2 separate regions of the Salmo salar genome follow, and region 1 is linked to region 2. A link is a contact called in public Hi-C data. All regions are on one chromosome and are shown on one strand. The core of a region is the stretch at or near the end of the contact, and the rest is flanking DNA. Distances in the headings are between cores, read along the strand shown. Region 1 overlaps LOC106585070 (solute carrier family 23 member 2). Region 2 holds the start of LOC106585070 (solute carrier family 23 member 2).

The links. A called contact is a pair of places that touch in the nucleus more often than the background predicts.
Region 1: a Hi-C map of muscle shows a contact between it and region 2, with 7 times the contacts expected there. The contact joins the enhancer-like site here to the promoter of LOC106585070 in region 2. A contact is called at or near these places in 2 of 3 Hi-C or Micro-C datasets (gill and muscle).

What each region holds. Positions count from the first base shown.
Region 1 is chrssa24:13,672,049-13,675,771 of Ssal_v3.1, forward strand. LOC106585070 (solute carrier family 23 member 2) reads left to right here. Exons shown (of 16, transcript XM_045706862.1): 6 at 971-1,128. Among protein-coding and RNA genes, the nearest start is that of rasf2, 34 kb to the right of the region's middle. Within about 2 kb of position 2,228, at least 6 of the 13 cell types and tissues checked have an H3K27ac peak or open chromatin away from gene starts, as enhancers often do. A contact at or near this core is called in muscle, where this site is marked.
Region 2 is chrssa24:13,619,543-13,623,256 of Ssal_v3.1, forward strand. LOC106585070 (solute carrier family 23 member 2) reads left to right here and starts at 1,256. Exons shown (of 16, transcript XM_045706862.1): 1 at 1,256-1,614.

The sequences.
Region 1 (3,723 bases), core at 978-3,477, 53 kb after region 2:
GAGACAGTGGACTTAAGAGTTTTGATGACGAGCTATTTTGAATACATTTCCTTGGTCAAGGGGTTGTGAAATGTTCATACAGACGTAAAAGGGAACCAATAGTTTGATTTAATGTACATTTAATTTAATTCGCTACATTTGGTTATTATTATATAATAATATAAATCTATGTAACGAAGTGATTTGGTTAAATGTAATGGAGTAAAAAGTAAGTTACTTTCTTCAGAAAGTACAACTACAGCCCACAGAGAGTACAACTACAGCCCACAGAGAGTAACTAGAAAAGTACTAGTTCCTCAAAATATTGAAATCCATGCCTACTCTGGCATATGTGTGCCATTGTCAGCAGCTGTACCCACTGGACCACAAAGACACTGAGATAACCATGAATTTAGTTAGCCTATTGCTTGTCCCACCTGCCCTGAATGACAGGTCGCCACTGGTTTTTATGCAGTTGACTGTCTGAATATATGTGTAATATGCAAATAATGCTATGTAATATGCAAATAATGACAACTGCCTTGTGTCCTCAGAGATATTCTATTACCTAGGCTGCAACTGAATAACATGGCTTCCTCTCCTTGTCTCCTCTCCTTTATCTGCACTGATGTGAAATACTTGGAGAGGTGAAAGGTAATGCCTGATAGGGATCCTCCCTATTGCTTTAACCTCTCCTTTGTTACTAGTGCAGATGAACAAGAGGAGACAAGGAGTGGAAGCCACTTCAGACTGTTCAGATGCAGCCATGCCCAGGTCAAAAAATGCCATCTCACTGCTTATTCAAGTGTCCTCGTATTTCCCCTTCTATAACCCATATGATGTAACACAGTCTCCCCACTCCTGATGTAACTAAGCCCCTCCCCTTCACACTGATTCTTATAAAACATACTCTTATGAAAGTTGGTTTGCTTCACTGTCGCACGCACACACACACACTTTCACAATGTAACCCTCTCTTCTCTCACTCTAGCACTACCTGACATGTTTCAGTGGTACCATCGCGGTGCCATTCCTGCTAGCTGAAGCCATGTGTGTAGGGTTTGACCAGTGGGCTACCAGTCAGCTCATAGGAACTATCTTCTTCTGTGTGGGAATCACCACCCTGCTACAGACTACACTGGGCTGCAGGTACACACACACACACACACACACACACACACACACACACACACACACACACACACACACACACACACAGTGATGGGTTTAGGGCTGATGCAGGCAACAAGGGAAACTGTAGGCCAGTGTTGTGGCTACAGGTACATAATACTCTGCTATTGATCTTCTCTCCTGCACTTTCCCCTTTACGGCTTGTAATTTTTTTTACCTCTCTCTTTCTCTAGTGTTCTCTCCTTCTCTCTCTCCTTATACCCTCTGCCTCTCACCCCCTACTCTCTCCTCTGTCCTCTCTCTCCCTCCTCTCTCTTTAAGTACCATTTAGGCATTATAGACAGTGAAGAGACTGTGAAAAGTCACTCCTCCATCCTTTCTGCTCCTCCTTCATTCCTCTTTATCCCTCTATCATTCTCTAGTGTGTGTGTATGTCAAATCAAATCTTAATGGTCACATACACATTTTTAGCAGGTTTATTGCAGGTGTAGCAAAATGAGTGTGTGTGTGTGCATGTGACTCAACAGTTTCTGAAAGCACATGAGCCAGAAGTTGTACTGTTGGTAACAGGAAAGGAGTGGGTTAGCACCAGGGCAGGAAAGTGTGTGTGTGTGTGTATTTGGCCAACTGTAGAGCTGCACCCCCTCTTCCCAGACTGACCAGTGAACTTGAAATGTTCTAAGTGTCTGAGGGTTCCTCCGAAATGGCACCATATTCTGATGGCTCTGGTCAAAAGTAGTGCACTATGATATAGGGAGCCGTTTGGGTTGGCAGCCTGAGTATGTCATGAATGTTTGGTGTCAACAGTAAACCAGACTGTGGGAGAAGATCTCCATAGCTTTACATTCTACACAGTGTGGTTAGCATTAGGGATATGTTTAGGGCTACATGGTGAGGAGCATTGACTGAATGGACAAACAAGCACTCCATTTTATTTTTTTTCTCTCTCTCTGCCACCTCTCCCTCTACAGGAAACACTCTATCCTTTTCTTTTTTTCTCCTTTTCATTCCCTCTTTCTTTTTCAGTTCTTTCTCTCCTCACTGTGGTTAGAGGTTCAAATTTGACTCAGTGAGTCAGTGTGACCTGAGATGCCCTTCTGTTCTCTCCTCTCTGTCTCTCCCTCCCCTTGCCCACTCTCTCTCTCCCCTTGCCCACTCTCTCTCTCCCTCCCCTTGCCCACTCTCTCTCTCTCACTCTAGAAATATGATATCCTTTAGAAATACCACAGCCAGGTTTCATCATTGTTGCTATGGTTATTACCACACATGAATGTGTTGCTAGATGCCATATCACGTCATGGTAATCTGTTTGTAATTGTGTTTGCATGTCTCAGTCTCATGGCCAAGATACAGCAGCCCTGACAGGAAATCACTGCACACACACACTGGACACACACACACACACACAAGGTTCTCCGCTAGTCTCATGGCCTTGGGTGATTCCTGTCGGAAACAAGAGAATTTAAGCAGTATTTTACTGTTTCAGCGACTACAGCCCTGAAAAGAGCTGCACATACACTCACAGACCAGTGGTATGGTAGACCTCTGTCTGCCTGGCTCTCACACACTCCTCCCAGCTCAAGGAGAAACCAGGCGTTCAGCCACATAGGACTACTGTGAAAAATGGGTTGATGTAATTTAAGCTGTGTCCAACTGAACCCTTCAACCGAAGAACCATAAATGTGGGCCAAAGAGCTCTATTTTCATGTCATCTGACCATAGCACCGCCTGGAGTTTGATAACCGCCATTGGCACTTGGATTGGAACCGGTTCTACGGTCAGATAACATGAAAATATAGCTATAAGGCCGTGCACACCAGTGGTGGGTTTGGCGTTGAAAAAAAGAATATGCAGAAAAGTACCTCATACCTATGGTAAAATATAATTTACATTTTGAGCATACAATATAGCTCAGTATTTATTTTATAGTCTTTTTTGCTCATCTTTATCAAGGGTATCAATAATTATGGACCTGACTCTCCTGTCTTTAGTCCTGCAGTTAGGACTGATCACACAGAGAAGCATACACAGCACTTGCATACACAGAGGATTAACCTAAACATAGCAATTGTGCACCATAGAGGGCTGCGGATTCCGACAGATCATTGAGGCGTTCTCTGCATTTTTCATGCTGTAGTTGGGACCAGGCGGTCAGACAGACAACTTAGGGATAAATATTTTTGTTGTCCCGCAGATTGTTTGTAAGAAGTTGTCTGTCTGCTTCATATATGTTAGCCTACCTATTGTAATAAAAGCACATTTGTTGCATTATTCACACAATCAGAATTCGCTGCTTCTAGTTAAGTTGCCTGTAGGCCAAAAAGCTCTGTCATCTGAGCATAGCTGCGGGAATTAGAGGTGCTGCAGCACCCCTGAAAAATAAGATACATTTTTCTTTCAAAACATAAAATAATAAAAATAGAAGTTGTGCACTGGGCCTTTTTACTTGTATTAGCCGACTGATATAGACATCAACACTTATCATCTACGCTTTGACAAAGGTAGTTGTAAAATTAAGAACATTATTTTTTCACAAAAGTCATGCCCTGTGCCTTTACTAATCCTGTATTAGCAGACCGATATAGACATCTTCAGCGCCAGCAATCAACATGT
Region 2 (3,714 bases), core at 6-2,505:
CATCATCTTCACACATATTTTAGATGTGTTGCTTTTTACTGACAGCCGCATCTCAATAATCAGCTAGGCCTATATTGCCAAGCCCGCTGCCCAAATTGCGGGATTCCCAATTAGGCATATATATGTGATTTGAAACAATCCACAGCTTTAAAATAAGCTAATTATCCCCTGTGGCTAAGTCATGCTCTCTGGTGAAGTATTTTGAATTATTTTATTTATTTCTGTATAGACGGGAGTAATTATATACTTTTGACAAATGTATTTCAATTTACTTTAGGCTACAGTGACTACTGTTACTGAATCATGTCCTATGCTTATGTTACTCATCACATTAGGAATTGAATTGGCCTGCAAATACTTTATTATAAAGGGGATTTTTTTCCCCAACCCCCTGCACTCAGCACCCCCTACTCAAAACAAATTCCTGCTGCTATGCAGACAGACAGACAGACAGACATGCATGCATGCATGCATACATGCAGTATAGAGAAATTTAATTATTAGGAAACTGGTTAATATTGGCACAGTTCACATTTCAACAGTAAGATGATTACACAATATTGCAGTACTTCAGTCTACAATGGAATCTGGAGACCGTTTTTTAGAAGGCCTACATTACACCATTATTGTGTTCCTCCCCCCTCTTGGTCTTGTTTTGGATATGTTATTACTTGGGTTATATACTTGGGCAGCATGTCTATGTTTGTGGAGCATGGGTCCTGAAGAACTGTGTTGCTGCGATACGCCTAGAATACCACTAGATGTGAGTATGGAACGGTGCAAATATCCACAGAACCAGGGAGAAAGTGGAAGACGACATTTTGTGTTCATAAAAACAGGGATAAGCTTATCGAAACGAGAGCACTGAGAAAGAGGGGGGGATTGGAGGAGAAACATTGAGAGAAAGAGGAAGGGTAGGCTTCTGGAACCGGCGTGCCCAGAACACATTGACTTTTGCCGCGTTCTAAAACCAGCGAACTCGGAAATCTCGACTTCCGACTTCAGTTTTGTTCAAGACAACTGTGTACTCAGAAAAAAAACGAGCTCCGACTGGGATAAATCGTTTTGAACGGTCAGCCAACTCGGAATTCATAGTCGGAAACACGGGCATATTTATAGAGCCCCGACTTTCCGACCTGAAGATCACTGACGTCATGATTTGACCTCATTTTATTCCCAGTTGTCTTGAACGCACTGAAGTCGCAAGTCAGAGATTTTTGAGTTCCCGGTTGTCTTGAACGTGGCAGTAAGCACAAAGAGGAAGGGCCTGACGTCAGGGCCTATCTGAGCATGCGCTGTTATGTGTCCAGTCAACCCCGTGCCTATCGGTAGACTACATAATACACACTCTTTCTGTATCTACAGACATTGCTATCTGACAGCCCAATACACTGGCGCGGGAGACTACAAGAATAGTTATTTTCTACCTAATAAGAACTGGACCAACACACATCTAACGCTCCTTTCGGCTTCATTTGAAGGTTGTTGTTCGGGTTTAACCTGCCTTTGGCTGTATCACCCCTAACCAACCCTAACCTCGCCAGCACCGCCACGGGGACTTTACCATAACCCTGAAGGGAAACGGGTCCTGCCGGTGTTCCTTCCCCAGGACAGGTGAGTGTTTACCTGGGGAGCCAGCTGTTTGGTGCTCACTAGCCGTATTTGCATCATTCTCGTGATGGGGAATATGACGCCATAGCTAGCTACAGTGTGACAGAGAGAGGGAGACATACAACATCCGAGGATGGACCAATAGCAAACGCGGTGGGAGCAGAAGGATCATGTCTATAGCAATGCATGCTCCTAATCAGAGGGCCTCATCATTTAATGATAAGAGATGCGCAGTGGGATAGTATGAGGCATTGCTTTCTATTGATTAGCATATAGGCAATTCCATGGTAACAGAATGACGCTAAGACTCCGATTTTTGGCAAAGTTAAACAAACCATACAACTCTATGCGTAAGGACTACTTTCAAAAATGTCCACATAAAACAACCCATATACTTGAAGAACAGTGCAGATGTAACGTTTTGTAACAGAATGACAGTAAAATGGCCCTTTTTATGTGACCAAGTTTTCCAAAAACTCTGTTCAATATCTACTCTGAATTGAGATTCAATGATGTCTGCATAAATAATGTGGTGCTTGGACATCGCAGTAGAGCACAGTACATTGTACTTTACTCTACCCTAGTGTGCTTTACTGTACTGACCTATACACTACTCTACTTTGAGTGTATGAGAGAGAGAAAATACTGTTTTCACAATTATGTCAATAACAGTATGCCAGTGGAAGGGAGGACAGTAGCAGGTGACCCAACTGCGGTTTCCGATGTACACCTTTTAATTGCTTAATAAATCATAAACACAATTGTTATCAGTAAAATTAAATATAAATGTTAATATTAGTTTCCAAGGTTCTTAACTTCAACATTATTGTGTTTTGATTTACAGTACCAGTCAAAAGTTTGGACACACCTATTCATTCAAGGGTTTTTCTTTATTTTCTATATAGTAGAATAATAGTGACGTCATCACAACTATGAAAACGCATATGGAATCATGTAGTAACTAAAAAAAAGTGTTAAACAAATCAAAATATATTTTATATTTGAGATTCTTCAAAGTAGTCATCCTTTGCCTTGATTACAGCTTTGCACACTCTTGGCATTCTCTCAACCAGCTTCACCTGGAATGTTTTTCCAACAGTCTTGAAGAAGTTCCCACATATGCTGAGCACTTGTTGGCAGCTTTTTCTTATATATTCTATATATATATTGTGTGTGTGTGTGTGTATACTGCTCAAAAAAATAAAGGGAACACTTAAACAACACATCCTAGATCTGAATGAAATAAATAATCTTATTAAATACTTTTCTTTACATAGTTGAATGTGCTGACAACAAAATCACACAAAAATAATCAATGGAAATCCAACAACCCATGGAGGTCTGGATTTGGAGTCACACTCAAAATTAAAGTGGAAAACCACACTACAGGCTGATCAAACTTTGATGTAATGTCCTTAAAACAAGTCAAAATGAGGCTCAGTAGTGTGCGTGTGGCCTCCACGTGCCTGTATGACCTCCCTACAACGCCTGGGCATGCTCCTGATGAGGTGGCGGATGGTCTCCTGAGGGATCTCCTCCCAGACCTGGACTAAAGCATCCGCCAACTCCTGGACAGTCTGTGGTGCAACGTGGCGTTGGTGGATGGAGCGAGACATGATGTGCTCAATTGGATTCAGGTCTGGGGAACGGGCAGGCCAGTCCATAGCATCAATGCCTTCCTCTTGCAGGAACTGCTGACACACTCCAGCCACATGAGGTCTAGCATGGTCTTGCATTAGGAGGAACCCAGGGCCAACCGCACCAGCATATGGTCTCACAAGGGGTCTGAGGATCTCATCTCGGTACCTAATGGCAGTCAGGCTACCTCTGGCGAGCACATGGAGGGCTGTGCGGCCCCCCCAAAGAAATGCCACCCCACACCATGACTGACCCACCGCCAAACCGGTCATGCTGGAGGATGTTGCAGGCAGCAGAACGTTCTCCACGGTGTCTCCAGACTCTGTCACGTCTGTCACATGCTCAGTGTGAACCTGCTTTCATCTGTGAAGAGCACAGGGCGCCAGTGGCGAATTTGCCAATCTTGGTGATCTCTGGCAAATGCCAAACGTCCTGCACCTGTGGACGTCGGGCCCTCATGCCACC